Linked DNA regions of Sus scrofa: region 2 is linked to region 1. The links are chromatin contacts, called in public HiChIP or PLAC-seq maps. All regions are on one chromosome and are shown on one strand. The core of a region is the stretch at or near the end of the contact, and the rest is flanking DNA. Distances in the headings are between cores, read along the strand shown. Region 1 holds the start of RREB1 (ras-responsive element-binding protein 1). Region 2 has its middle 49 kb from the start of RREB1.

Region 1 (5,867 bases), core at 2,172-4,671:
TGTTCAATCATCACTTCAATTTTAGAACATTTTTATCACCCCAAAAAGAAATCTCATACAAATTAGCAATCAATCTCTGAGTCCCTCCAAATCCTCAAACCCCCAGACCTAAGTAACCATCTACTTTCTGGCTCTATAGATTTGCCTGTTCTGGATATTTCATATAAACAGAATCAGAATAATATTTGACCTTTTGAGTCTGGCATATCACAGTTGATCCATGTTGTAGTATGACCTTCATTCCTTTTTACGGTTGTATAATATTCCATGTTTGCATGTGCCAAATTTTGTTTATCCACTCATCAATTGATGGGTATTTGGGTTGTTTCTACTTTTTAGCTATTATAGAGAATGCTCTTATGAACAATCTCATACAAGTTCCCGTATGGACATATGTTTTCATTTTTTGTGTATGCCCTAGGAATGGAATGGCTGAGTCAGATAGTAACTCTATGCTTGACATTTTGAGGAGCTGCCAAGCTGTTTTTAAAAGTGGCTATATGGAGTTCCGTGGTGGCTCAGCAGGCTATGGATCTGGCATTGTCATTGCTGTGGTTTGGGCTGCTGCTGTGGCACCAGTTCAGTCCCTGGGGCTGCGTACTGTGGGCATGGCCAAAAAAAAAAAAACCAAAAAACAATAAAACGTGGCTGTAGCCCTTTACCTTCCCACTAGCACTGTGCGAGGGTTCCATTTCTCTACTTCTTAAATGACACTTATTATTATCTGTCCTTTTATAATTTTTTTTTTTTCCTTTTTGGCTACCCCACAACATATGGAAGTTCCTGGGCCAGGGATTGAGTCCTAGCCACAGCTATGGCAATGCCAGATCCTTTAACCCACTGCACTGGGTGGAGGATCGAACCTGCGCCACCTCTGTAGAGACCTGAGCTGTTGGATTCTTAACCCATTGTGCCACAGTGGGAACTCCTTATCTGTCTTTTTAGTTACAGCTGTCCTAGTGGGTGTGAAGTGGCATCTCATTGTGGTTTTAATAGCATGTGTCTTTTTACCTATTAGATGTTCAATAGATATTTGTTGGATCAATGATATTTATACATAATATGAACAGACCTTTGGATGGGCCATTTGACTTCCAAGTTTATGAATGAGCTAGAGAAGTTGAACAGAGAGCTCAGTATCATTAGATTTTTTTTTTTTTTTTTTGCCTCTTGGGGCCACACCTGCAGCATATGGAAGTTCCCAGGCTAGGGGTCAAATCAGCTGCAGCCTCTGCCACAGCCACAGCAACATGGGATCCAAGCCAAGTCTGTGACCTCCGCCACAGCTCATGGCAACACTGGGTCTTTAACCCACTGAGCGAGGCCAGGAATCAAACCTGCACCCTCATGGATACTAGTCAGGTGTGTAACCTGCTGAGCCGCAGCGGGAACTTCCAGAATTCAACTTTCCAAAGTTACTTTAGACTATCTTCTCTCTTTTCAGTTGCCAGTATGACAAGGTGACATTATAAAGGGGATTTTTTCCTGAAAATCCATGGACATTTGCAGGTTCAAATGTATCTTATGGAATAAACTAAATTACCAGCAAAATCCCAACTTTGCTACGGTTCCTACTCAAAACCTACCACGGAACGGGGAGACCAGGAAAGGTGACTCCTGAATAGGGCCGTGGGGTGGGGGCCGGGGGGAGGCTCAGAAAAATGCAACTGCTGAAGTTTCTCTGGGTTGGGTTTTCCTCAGTAAACAGCAGACCCTGGGAAACACAACAGGTTCTGAAAACTTCATTTTGATGACTCTGGACGTCAGAGACACAGCCAGCTGAATCCGTTCCCTCTTGCACAGCTGATTATCTCAAGTCAGGAGGTAAGGGTCCAAACTGCTTTTGCGTGGTTCTAGAGAGTTCTTTCTTGGCCAGAACCCATCCATTCAGACCATTCCTAGGTAGACACTTCTGTCTGCAGCCCTGAAAACCAGAGTTCCACTGAGTGCTGCAAATTAAAGGCCCGTGATTGGGCTTACAATTGTGTATGGTGTGCAAGTGCATTCAGAGGAGCTGGCGTGGAACAGGGTCAAAGGTCACAGTAAATAGATAGTAGCCAGCTCTCTGTATGTATAACACCGTCCTGTTTAACAAGTCTCAAACGCCTCTTGCCGCAGCAGTCTTCTCCGCCAGAGCTGAGAGTCATCTTTAGAATTTGGGGAGTGTGTGGCGTTTGTTTTGCACAACCACAGTCACCCTTATCTGTCAGAAGATGTTCCAAAGGCTGACAACAGGCCCCTTTCAGAAGCTCGGTAGGAAAAGTATTAACAGTTGGAAACATGTCAGCTGCTTTATGGAGGAAGCACAGCCCAGGCCTGGTGTCTCTGCGCTCGGTGATAACTTGGGCCGCCCCGGCCAGGGCTCAGCGTGGTGGCTGGAGCCGCGGAGATGGAGAGCAGCTCGGAGGAGGGCCCCTGCTTTTCAGAGTTGAAACAGGAGCCCTCTGAGAGAAAGAGATATTGCATGTGGCTTCCCTGATGCCCCGGAGGGCGACGTGGATGACACAGCATCAGCCCTGCCATTGTGGGGTGGGGACACAGTGGCGGCCCCTTGGGGGCAACGTAGCCTCCGCTTAAGCATCACTTGTGGAGTGTGGGGACGGGAAGGTGACAAAAGCCGAGCGAGTACTGAATTTGCTGTACTGAGAACACGCTTCCCCGGGCAGCAGCCCCAGAGCTAGAAGGACCGGGCCCCGGGAGAGAAACGGCCCGAAGTTGGGGGCGGGGTGAAGCGCCAGTTCCTTAATCTGCTGCCCCATCAATCTACTCGTCCCACCTGGATGCAGGGCCAGGACCGCGTGGAGCGGGAACCGCGCGGGTGGGGATCACCGACCCATCGGCTTCCGAGAGGAAGAGGGGCGGCGCCCGGCCAGGACCCCCCCACCCCCAATGCACCCCCTCCCGGCCTCCGAGGCGCCCCTTCCGCGCCTCCCAGGCACCACTGCCTTTCCCCCTCCTTGGTTAAAATAGTGAAACAGCCACGAAGTAAAGTGATGGAAAGCCGGGGGGCGGAGAGTCGCCCGCAGTGAGGGCCTAGAGGGGAGGGGGGCGCGGTGGTCCAAGACCGTAGCAGGCGGGCGGTCGCTGGGCGGGTCGGGATCCCGCTCAGCTGTGGCCGCCGAGACCTCCCCCCCACCCCCCGGCGGCTCGGCCCTCCCTGGCCCGGGGCGCCTGCGGAGGGCGTGGGGCAAACCTGGGGCTGCGGTGGGGGTGGGGTGGGGGACTGCACCTCCATCCATCCCGGGATGGAAACGGCGGTCATCCGGCTAAAATCGGGGCGGGGGCTGCGGTGGGGACCGGCGGGTACCGCGGTCCCCCCCCACCCCCAGGCCGAACGCCGCCGCCGCGGCCGCCGCCGCTCTGTAACACGTCCCCAGGAGACTCGCAGGAGCAACACGTGATGTGTCTACTTATCAGGGTGAGAGGGGGAGAGCGAGTCTCCGAGCGTGCGGGCGAGGAAGCGGGGCGGGGGGCCGAGGCGGGGGCCGGGACGACGACTGGGGCGCCGGGGTCGCCAGCTCGTCGCCCACCTCCCTCCCTGTGGGAGAAGAGGAGGAGGGGAAGTGACTGCGGAGTTGATGAACTTTGCACATCCAGAAACGCCATTTTGATTCCTTTTCCGGAACAAGTTTGCATCTCTCCTCGTTCTCTCCCCGAAGCCCACCGGTCCCTACTGCATCATGCCTGGGAGCCAAGCGCCCTGCCCCGCCGTGAGTACGCGCCCCGGGTTCGGGCTCGCGGTCCTTGGGTGGCAGCGAGATGTCTGGGGCTGAGCGGGAGCGACCTTTTAAAGAACTTTTGGGGATGGGGAGGGTGAAGTCTGCAGTGCGCGTTGTACTTTTTAAACTCAGCGTTTCCCGGAGCCGTGGACCCGAGCGCCCCACGCCGCGCTACGTGCGCTCGGGACAGTGGGGCCGGCCCGGGATGAGCTGGGCAGCCCTCTCCCCTCGGGCTGCGCGCCGGGCCGCTCCTCCTCCTCCTCCTCCCCCTCCTCCTCCTCCTCCTCCCCTTCCTCCGCTCCTTTTCCCCTTCCCGAGCTGCCGGCTCTGCCAACCAGCTCCCAGAGCGAGCAGCCTGGGCTGCCGCTGCGCCGCGCCGCCAGGATCTGATGCGCATCCATATTAGCCGTCCGAGCGCAGGAATCCGGCCCGACCCGCGCCGCCGCGCCCGCCGAGCAATTTATTTTTAACCAGCACCGCCGGGACTCGGATGGTGCGCGCACCGCGGGCCAGAAACATCTTCCCAGCGCTGCTCTCCATCTTCCGCCCTCTCTCCCCCGACATCCTCCCCCCCATGTGGGAGGGGAAACTTTTCTCCTACATACTTTCGAGTCCCTCTCGGGCCGAGGAGCACGGAGATGACGGCGCCCGCCCGCCGCCGCAAGGTATCCGGGGGTGCCCGCTCGGGGTGCCCGCCTGGGGTGCTGGCTCGGGGGTGCTCGCAGGGGCCGCGCGGTGGGAGCATCCGCCGCGCCCTGCTCTGCGGACTTTGATCCTCCCCGGCGGACGGCGCCGGCCCGGAGGGGGGCCGCGGGCAGCCCTGCGCCCTGGCCGTTCCCAGCTCGTGGCTGGTGGTCACGCCGACCACCGCCCCCGGGTGACCGGGCGAGGAGGGGCCGGGGCGGGGGCCGCGTCCGCGCGTATTGTTTCCTTGCCCTTCCGTTGACGGTGTACGTGTTTTCGTGGGAGCTATCGGTGTGGAGCGGAGCCTGCATCGCGGGAGGGGGGGGGGGACCTCGGCGCCCGGCGCCGTCACGAGCACAGGAAGGAGGCCGGGAGCATCCGAGGCGGGGCCGGCCGCCGGGGCCCGCTTCGCCGCCCAGCTGTGGAGCGCGCTCGGAAACTTTTGTCCGCCGCCCGCTGGACCAATTTTTCGCAAGTTGTGGGGCTTCCCTGCCTCCTCCCATCCCGGCCGGCAGCGCCGAGCAGGGGCGGGGGGCGGCAGTGTCGAGGGCTGGGGACCCCGTGCGCCCCCCCCAACCCCGGTCTCGGCCCGGCCCCCCGCGCCCCCTCCTTGCTCGCGGTCTCTTAGGAAACTGCGACCTTAATGGTTGCTAAGGAGCAGGGGAGGTCCTTCCCGTCGCCGGCCCCCTCCCTGGAAGCGGCGTGTTTTCTGGACGGGACCGAGGGTCGCGTCCAGGATGTGGGGACTCGCTCCCCGCCGCCCGCGGGGCCCGGGAGGCGCGTGAGTGCGGGGCGCGGCGGCCGAGCCCTCTTCTCGGCGGGGCCACTTCTTTTTCCGGCGGGGTCGGGTGGGGGGGGCGAGGAGGGGCGCGGGGACCGGCCGGAGGACGGGCGGGTTGACAGGCGCCGCGTGCAGCTCGCGTCCAGCGTCCGCGGTGCATCCGTGATGGGTTATAAAAGAGGAGGAAAGTATTTCTCCTTGCTCAGCAGATTTTGCCCTCCCTCGCTCCTTACTGGTTAGAAGATAGAACGTGAGCCCAGATCCGGACGAGCAGTTCACATTCCATTACGAAATTCTACACGGCTTCAGAGCCAGCAGCAGCACACATTCGGGGCACTTTGGCGTGTTTTCGGCTTCTTTCGGGGGGTTAATGGTGGCGGAGAGAGACAGAAGGGTGAATAAAAAAATATACTTTCGGGGTATGCTGAGAAACCTGTCCCAGGGTTTTCATCAGCAGAAAAATTCCCCTTCCTTCTTGTGGTAGAGTTTAGATGTAAAAGCCAGGGAAAATAAAGTTTGCCTGTTTGATAGGGATGCTGGAAATAGCGCGGTATTTCTGTCTTGAAGAGGAAGACTTGAGATGATTTCTGCAAAGTCTGAGCTGTTAATGTGCATCCCGTATTTTTGAGGTCGTTTTAGATATTCAGTGGGGTCTGTGCCTGCGTGCGAGTGTATTCTGAAAT
Region 2 (5,821 bases), core at 2,879-5,378, 48 kb before region 1:
TCAGGGCAAATATTTCACAACATATGCCTAAGAGACAAGAACTCCTTTTTTGAAATCCACTCAGGGTTAAGCCTGTAACAAGAATTCCTTAATATTCTCTAATACGTAGGCAGTGTTCAAATTTCCCCAAATGTCCCATATTTACTCTTTATCAAATACATCTTCAACTTTTAAGGATAGTGGCTGTTTTTAAGGAACTCACAGAGCTGAAATCCCCTTACAGTTCCTCTTAGAAATATTTCTTTAAATAAGTGCTTAGTCATGGAACATTTTATCACAAATTCACCAATCACCCCAGGCTTTACTGAGATGGGCCCACACTGTTGGACAGTAGAGAACGCGTTTGACCTCTTCCTGTAGGGCAGCCCCTTATGGGGCAAAGAGCTGGGAGGCAGGTGACCTTGATTCTAATCTTTTTTTGCCCTTTTTAGGGCCACACCCACAGCACATGGAGGTTCCCAGGCTACGGGTCTAATTGGAGCTGCAGCTGCCGGCCTACACCACAGCCACAGCACTGCCAGATCCAAGCCGCATCTGCAATGTACACCACAGCTCACAGCAACGCCGGATCCTTAACCCACTGAGCGAGGCCAGGGATTGAAACTGCATCCTCATGGACCCGAGTCGATTCGTTTCCGCTGAGCCCTGTCCGGAACTCCACCTTGATTCTAATCTTAATTCGGTCATTACATAGCTGTATAACCTAGAGCAAATCCATTTTCTTCTCCATGTCTCAGTTTCTAAGCCTGTTGAAAAAGTGGGTTAGCCTGAGGAATCTACATTTCTTTCTTCCTCGACCCTTCAACACCTTTTATTTTACTTTATTTATTTTTGGTCTTTTTTTTTTTTTTTTTTTTTTTTTTTTTGTCTTTTTGCATTTTTGGGCCGCTCCCGCGGCATATGGAGGTTCCAGCTAGGTCTATCAGCTGTAGCTGCTGCCTGCACCAGCCCAGCACCATCCACCTGCGCCCACCCCCACCCCCTCGTTCCCTGACCAACCCCCCCTCATTCTAGTCTTTTTACCCTCCCCACTCCTATTTTTGGTCTTTTTAGGGCCGCACCTGCGGCATATGGAGGTTCCCAGGCTAGGGGTCAAATCAGATCTGTAGCTGCCAGCCTACACCACAGCCACAGCCACGCAGGATCTGCCACCTACCCCACAGCTCACAGCAAGGCCGATCTTCAACCCACTGAGCAAGGCCAGGGATCGGAAAAACTGCATCCTCATGGATCCTAGTCGGGGCCTTAACCACTGAGCCACAACGGGAACTCCTCAAGACATTCAATTTTATGTTAATTTGTTTCGAATACCCTGTTTCCATGAGGTTCTGACAAAGATGAGAGCATATCCCTTACAGGAGAGATGAGGGTGCTGGAAACCTTCGGACCCCGCAAATCCCGACTCTGGTCGCAAGGGAGTCGTTAAGCTTCCCAAGCCTCAATGCCAGACAGAATTACAATCATTTACTTTGCCATCTCTCCGACCAGATGCTGACTTCCGCAGAGCAGGAATTTCTCTGTTCATCTACCATCAAAGCCTAGTGCCTGGAGCGTGGCAGGTACTTGAGCCACGAGTGTCAGGTGACTGAGTGGTTGGGTGTGCCATCTGACGGTGAGTGACTGCTCCATCGACACTGCAGGGCCACTATGTGGGGAAATGGGCTAAGATGTGAAAACACACCTGTTATGTTACCTACTAAAAGATGTTAAATGTTATTATTTTATTTGAAACATTCCAATAGAATATTCACTTGTGAAATCTGACCCTGCCTTTAAGCTTTGCTAAGGGATTGAATGACGCATTTTTTTCTTTCTTATTATGCTGTTTCATTTCTTGAGAAATTTTTAAATGCCTCTTTCTTTCTTCTTTTTTTCGGTTTTTAGGGCAGAATCTGCAGCATATAGAAGTTCCCAGGCTAGGGGTCGAATCGTGGCTGCAGCTGCCGGCTTACACCAGATCCTTAAGCCACTGAGGGAGGCCAGGAATCAAACCCGTGTCCTCATGGATACTAGTCAGGTTCCTAACCCACTGAGCCATAACAGGACCCCTTGTCTTCTTTTGTAAAACAATTAAAAGTATACTTTCGTGTATTCACCACTATTTTTAATTTTTTTCCATAATGATTTGGGGGGGGAATTTTTTGGAGAAATTGATTAGTAGCTTCGTGCCAGTCTAATTTAAATAACGCATTTTTGTTAACGTCTACAAATCAGAAAAATGCAGGAAGTAGTGTAACAGCAACTGTATGTTCAGATACATGAATTTTCTGATGAATTAAATGTTCACTGAATTAGTTCCCTAAAGATGGCCCTGATTCAGTTTCTACTACAGCTGAATGAGAACTGTTCTGCCTACAAAGATTTATTTCCTCAAACGGGCTCTTTTTCGTCGTGACAACTAAATTCAGCTTATCATTTGAAGATTCCTGATTCTACTCAGGCACAATTTCGAAGTGCATTTCCCTCCACTGTATTCAAATCCGGGACAACTCTTAGAGCAGCAGTTCCTGAAAGGAACGGTGGTAATTCCGTCACAATGCTCACAAAGCCGGACTGGACAGATGCCTTTAGGCAAGTCTGCATAACCTAGTCTTGGTGATTCGCAACCACCTTAGCACACAGAACACTCTGGAAGGCCTTGCTATAAAGCTATGTGTTGCATGTCTTTGTGGTATAACGAAATAAACTTAACTCAGCATCTCTCCAACTTCCTTATTTCATGTCCCCCTAAGAAAAACGCTGCCAATTAAACTAGGGCTCAAGGATGCCATCAAATAAGACATTAGAGATGGGGAAATACACGCATCTTGGAGTCAGTGAAATGTAGTGTATGACCGCAGGACTGTTTTTCAAACATCACCTATGATCATCACCACGCCTAAAGAACTTTTGAAGTTAAAAAAAGAAATACAGGGAGTTCCTGTTGTGGCGCAGAGGAAACAAATCCGACTAGTATCCTTGAGGATGCGGGTTCGATCCCTCTCCTGGCTCCATGGGTTAACAATCCAGCATTGCCAAGAGCTTCGGTATAGGGGGCAGACTCAGCTCCGATCTGGCGATGCTGTGGCTGTGGTGTAGGCAGGCAGCTACATCTTGGATTTGACCCCTAGCCTGGGAACTTCCATGTGCCACAGGTGTGGCCCTAAAGAGCCAAAAAAAAAAAAAAAAAGAGAGAGAAGAGGAGTTCCCATTGTGGCGCAGCGGAAACGAATCCGACGAGGAACCATGAGGTTGCCGGTTCGGTCCCTGCCCTTGCTCAGTGGGTTAACGATCCGGCGTTGCCCTGAGCTGTGGTGTGGGTCACAGACATGAGTGGATCTGGCGTTGCTGTGGCTGTGGTGCAGCCCGGCAGCTACAGCTCCGATTCGACCCCTAGCCTGGGAACCTCCATATGCCGCGGGTGCGGCCCTAGAAAAGACAAAAAAAAAAAAAAGAAAGAAAGAAATACGTAGTTGGCCCTTCCTGTAACCTGCAGATTCAACCAAGCTTGAATAAAAAAGATTTGAAAAAGATTCTGGAAAGTTTTAAAACTTTCATTTGCTAAAGGCCAGCAACTCTCTATAAAGCAGTTAATGTGTTTACACTTATTCGTGTTCCATTGGGTGTTGTAAGTAGCCTAGAGCTGATTTAAAGGACAGGGGAGATGCGCACAGGCCATATGGCAACACTACACCATGTAATAGGAGTCTCCAGCGTCCCTGGATTTTGGTATCTGCCTGGAGTTCCTGGAACCAATCTCCATGGTAACAAGGGACCACTGTACCGGTCACTCGTTTTGGGGTGCAAAACACCAAAAAGTCACCTTTTTAAAAAAGTAAGTTCCAGGTCTACATCATCGCCTAACTGTCCAGCTGTCCTCAGTGAGCATGCAAATCTCTTTAAACGAAGATGTCACGCAATTAAATCATTCAGCCGGTTAACAGCCTGCTCCACGCCGGTAGTAGGTAGTATAACTTTCACTTGAAACAACCCCTTTGCCTCTCAAGAGCCCCACACCCAGAAGTGACTCAATTTCATAACGCCACCATTAAAATCCCTAGCACTTTCCAAGCAACAGGCTTGGGCGTAAAGCATCAGTAACTCCACAGTGAGTCAGATGAAGTCTGTGAGTGTCGGTGGGGGAGGTTGCAGGGTTCCCAGATCAGCTTCCAGAGAATGGGTGCGGCCGAAGGCCGGGCTCGGCAGGCTCCCGGTGCATAACTGCGAGGGCCCGGCCAAGTCAGCCCGCAGGGCTTTGGGGCCCGCGTGTCCCACCCCAGGCTGGCCCAGGCGCCCCACCTGCCCCGCATGCGCAGGTTTGGCCCCTCTGAAAGGCTCTCTGGACGCACATCTGGGGCTTTCCCCTGGCCTTCGGGCTGGCAGGACCCCGCAGGGCCTCGAGCCGGTCCTCGGGACCGGAACGAACGGCCACTGACCCCGGGAGGCCCGGGTCACCATCACCCTCGCCTCCGCCCCCCACCCCTCCCGGGGCCGCTCTCCACCGCCGGCCTCCCTCGGGGCCGGAGGGACACTTGTGCGAGCTCGGCCGCGCTCCCCGGGACGCCGCATCCGCAGCCGCTGCGACGCGGGCAGCCCGGGATGGCCCGCGCGGCCCTCTCCTTCTCTATCCACCCGGCAGTTTCCATGGCTCCGCCGCCATCCTCCGCCCCCTTCCCCGCGCGGAGCCGGGCGGCGGGCGCGGCCGGCCCGGTGGGGGCGGCGGGGGGCGTGCCCGGCGCGGGGACCCGGGCGGCGCTCCCCAGCCGCGGGGCGCGTAGAGGCGCCCCCAAGCCCTCCCCCACGCCCCGGGCGGCCTGCCCCAGCCCGCTCGCCCGCACCCGGTCCGCTCCCCGCCGGGCCCGGCGCCGGGGCCCCAGGCGCAGCGCAGCCCCCGGCCCGGCCGGCGGCGCGGGGGAGGGGCGCGGCGCAGGCAAAGTTGCTGAGTTGCTTTGCTCGCTCAGAAGTTGCAGCTGAGACGGCAGCTTCCCGCCCCCTTCCTGGACTCGGCGGCTCGGAACACACACCCCGCCCGTCCTCACCCGCTACCTGCCCTCGCCCCCGCCGCCCCGGCCCGGACTCGGCAGCAGCCCCTCCCGGCGCCCGCGAGGAGCCCAGGTTTCCAGCGGAGTCGGGCAGGGGGCGGGCGCACCCCACCTCCCCGTGCCGCCCGGGGGAGGCGGGGGAGCGGGGTTGGGGTGGGGGCAGGATCCCCTCCGCCCGGTCGCCTCGCGGCCGCGGCGCTTTTGCAGTTTGCAAAGCCGAGCAGCTGGGCAGGGGTCGCCCACCGGCCCCCGCGCCCTGCCTGGCGAAGCGGGGTGTGCAGAGCGACACGCGGGCAGGGGTCCCATCCCCTCCCGCTGGGGCTTTCGCCCGGGAGGCGGGAGGGGCTCCGCCAGGGGCTGAGGTCGCCAACAGGTGCTCGCGAGCCCATGTGACGGGGGAGGGGCCGCGCAGGGGAAGCCGGGGTGGGGGCGGGGGCGGGCTCCCGCCTCCTCCGTCGCCTCCCCCTCCCCCTCGGTCCCCCGCGGAGCCCGGCGCCCGGCGCACCCCGCCCGCGGCGGCCTGGGGATGGCTCGCGGGTGGTTCTCCGAGCGCGGGTGCCCTCGCGGCCGGCCGGGAGGAGGAGCAGCAGGAGGGGGCGGGAGGGGATGCGAAAGTGGGTCAGGAATGTAACTGGACGCTGCGCACCCCCACGCACCCCCTCCCCCAGGGCCGGCCGCGCGGCCGCGCCAGCCTCTTGCTGTTGTGGTTCCCCAGCATTATCGGCGGATGGTTACCAGGGGTTCCCGAGGGATGTGTTTCCCGGTGACCCTTTGGGTAGAAAAACTTAGTTGCCTCAGTA

The links. HiChIP or PLAC-seq counts read pairs in DNA pulled down with a chosen protein or histone mark.
Region 2: an H3K27ac HiChIP or PLAC-seq map of alveolar macrophages shows a contact between it and region 1. The contact joins the enhancer-like site here to the promoter of RREB1 in region 1. A contact is called at or near these places in 2 of 5 promoter capture datasets (fetal liver and liver), 6 of 47 Hi-C or Micro-C datasets (embryonic fibroblasts, liver and skeletal muscle) and 2 of 2 datasets of contacts at active chromatin or transcription factors (alveolar macrophages and skeletal muscle).

The regions. Positions count from the first base shown.
Region 1 is chr7:4,508,865-4,514,731 of Sscrofa11.1, forward strand. It overlaps RREB1 (ras-responsive element-binding protein 1), which reads left to right and starts at 3,422. Exons shown (of 16, transcript XM_005665552.3): 1 at 3,422-3,710.
Region 2 is chr7:4,460,188-4,466,008 of Sscrofa11.1, forward strand. No RefSeq gene overlaps it. Among named protein-coding and RNA genes, the nearest start is that of RREB1, 49 kb to the right of the region's middle. Within about 2 kb of position 4,129, at least 63 of the 83 cell types and tissues checked have an H3K27ac peak or open chromatin away from gene starts, as enhancers often do. A contact at or near this core is called in alveolar macrophages, embryonic fibroblasts, fetal liver and 2 more, where this site is marked.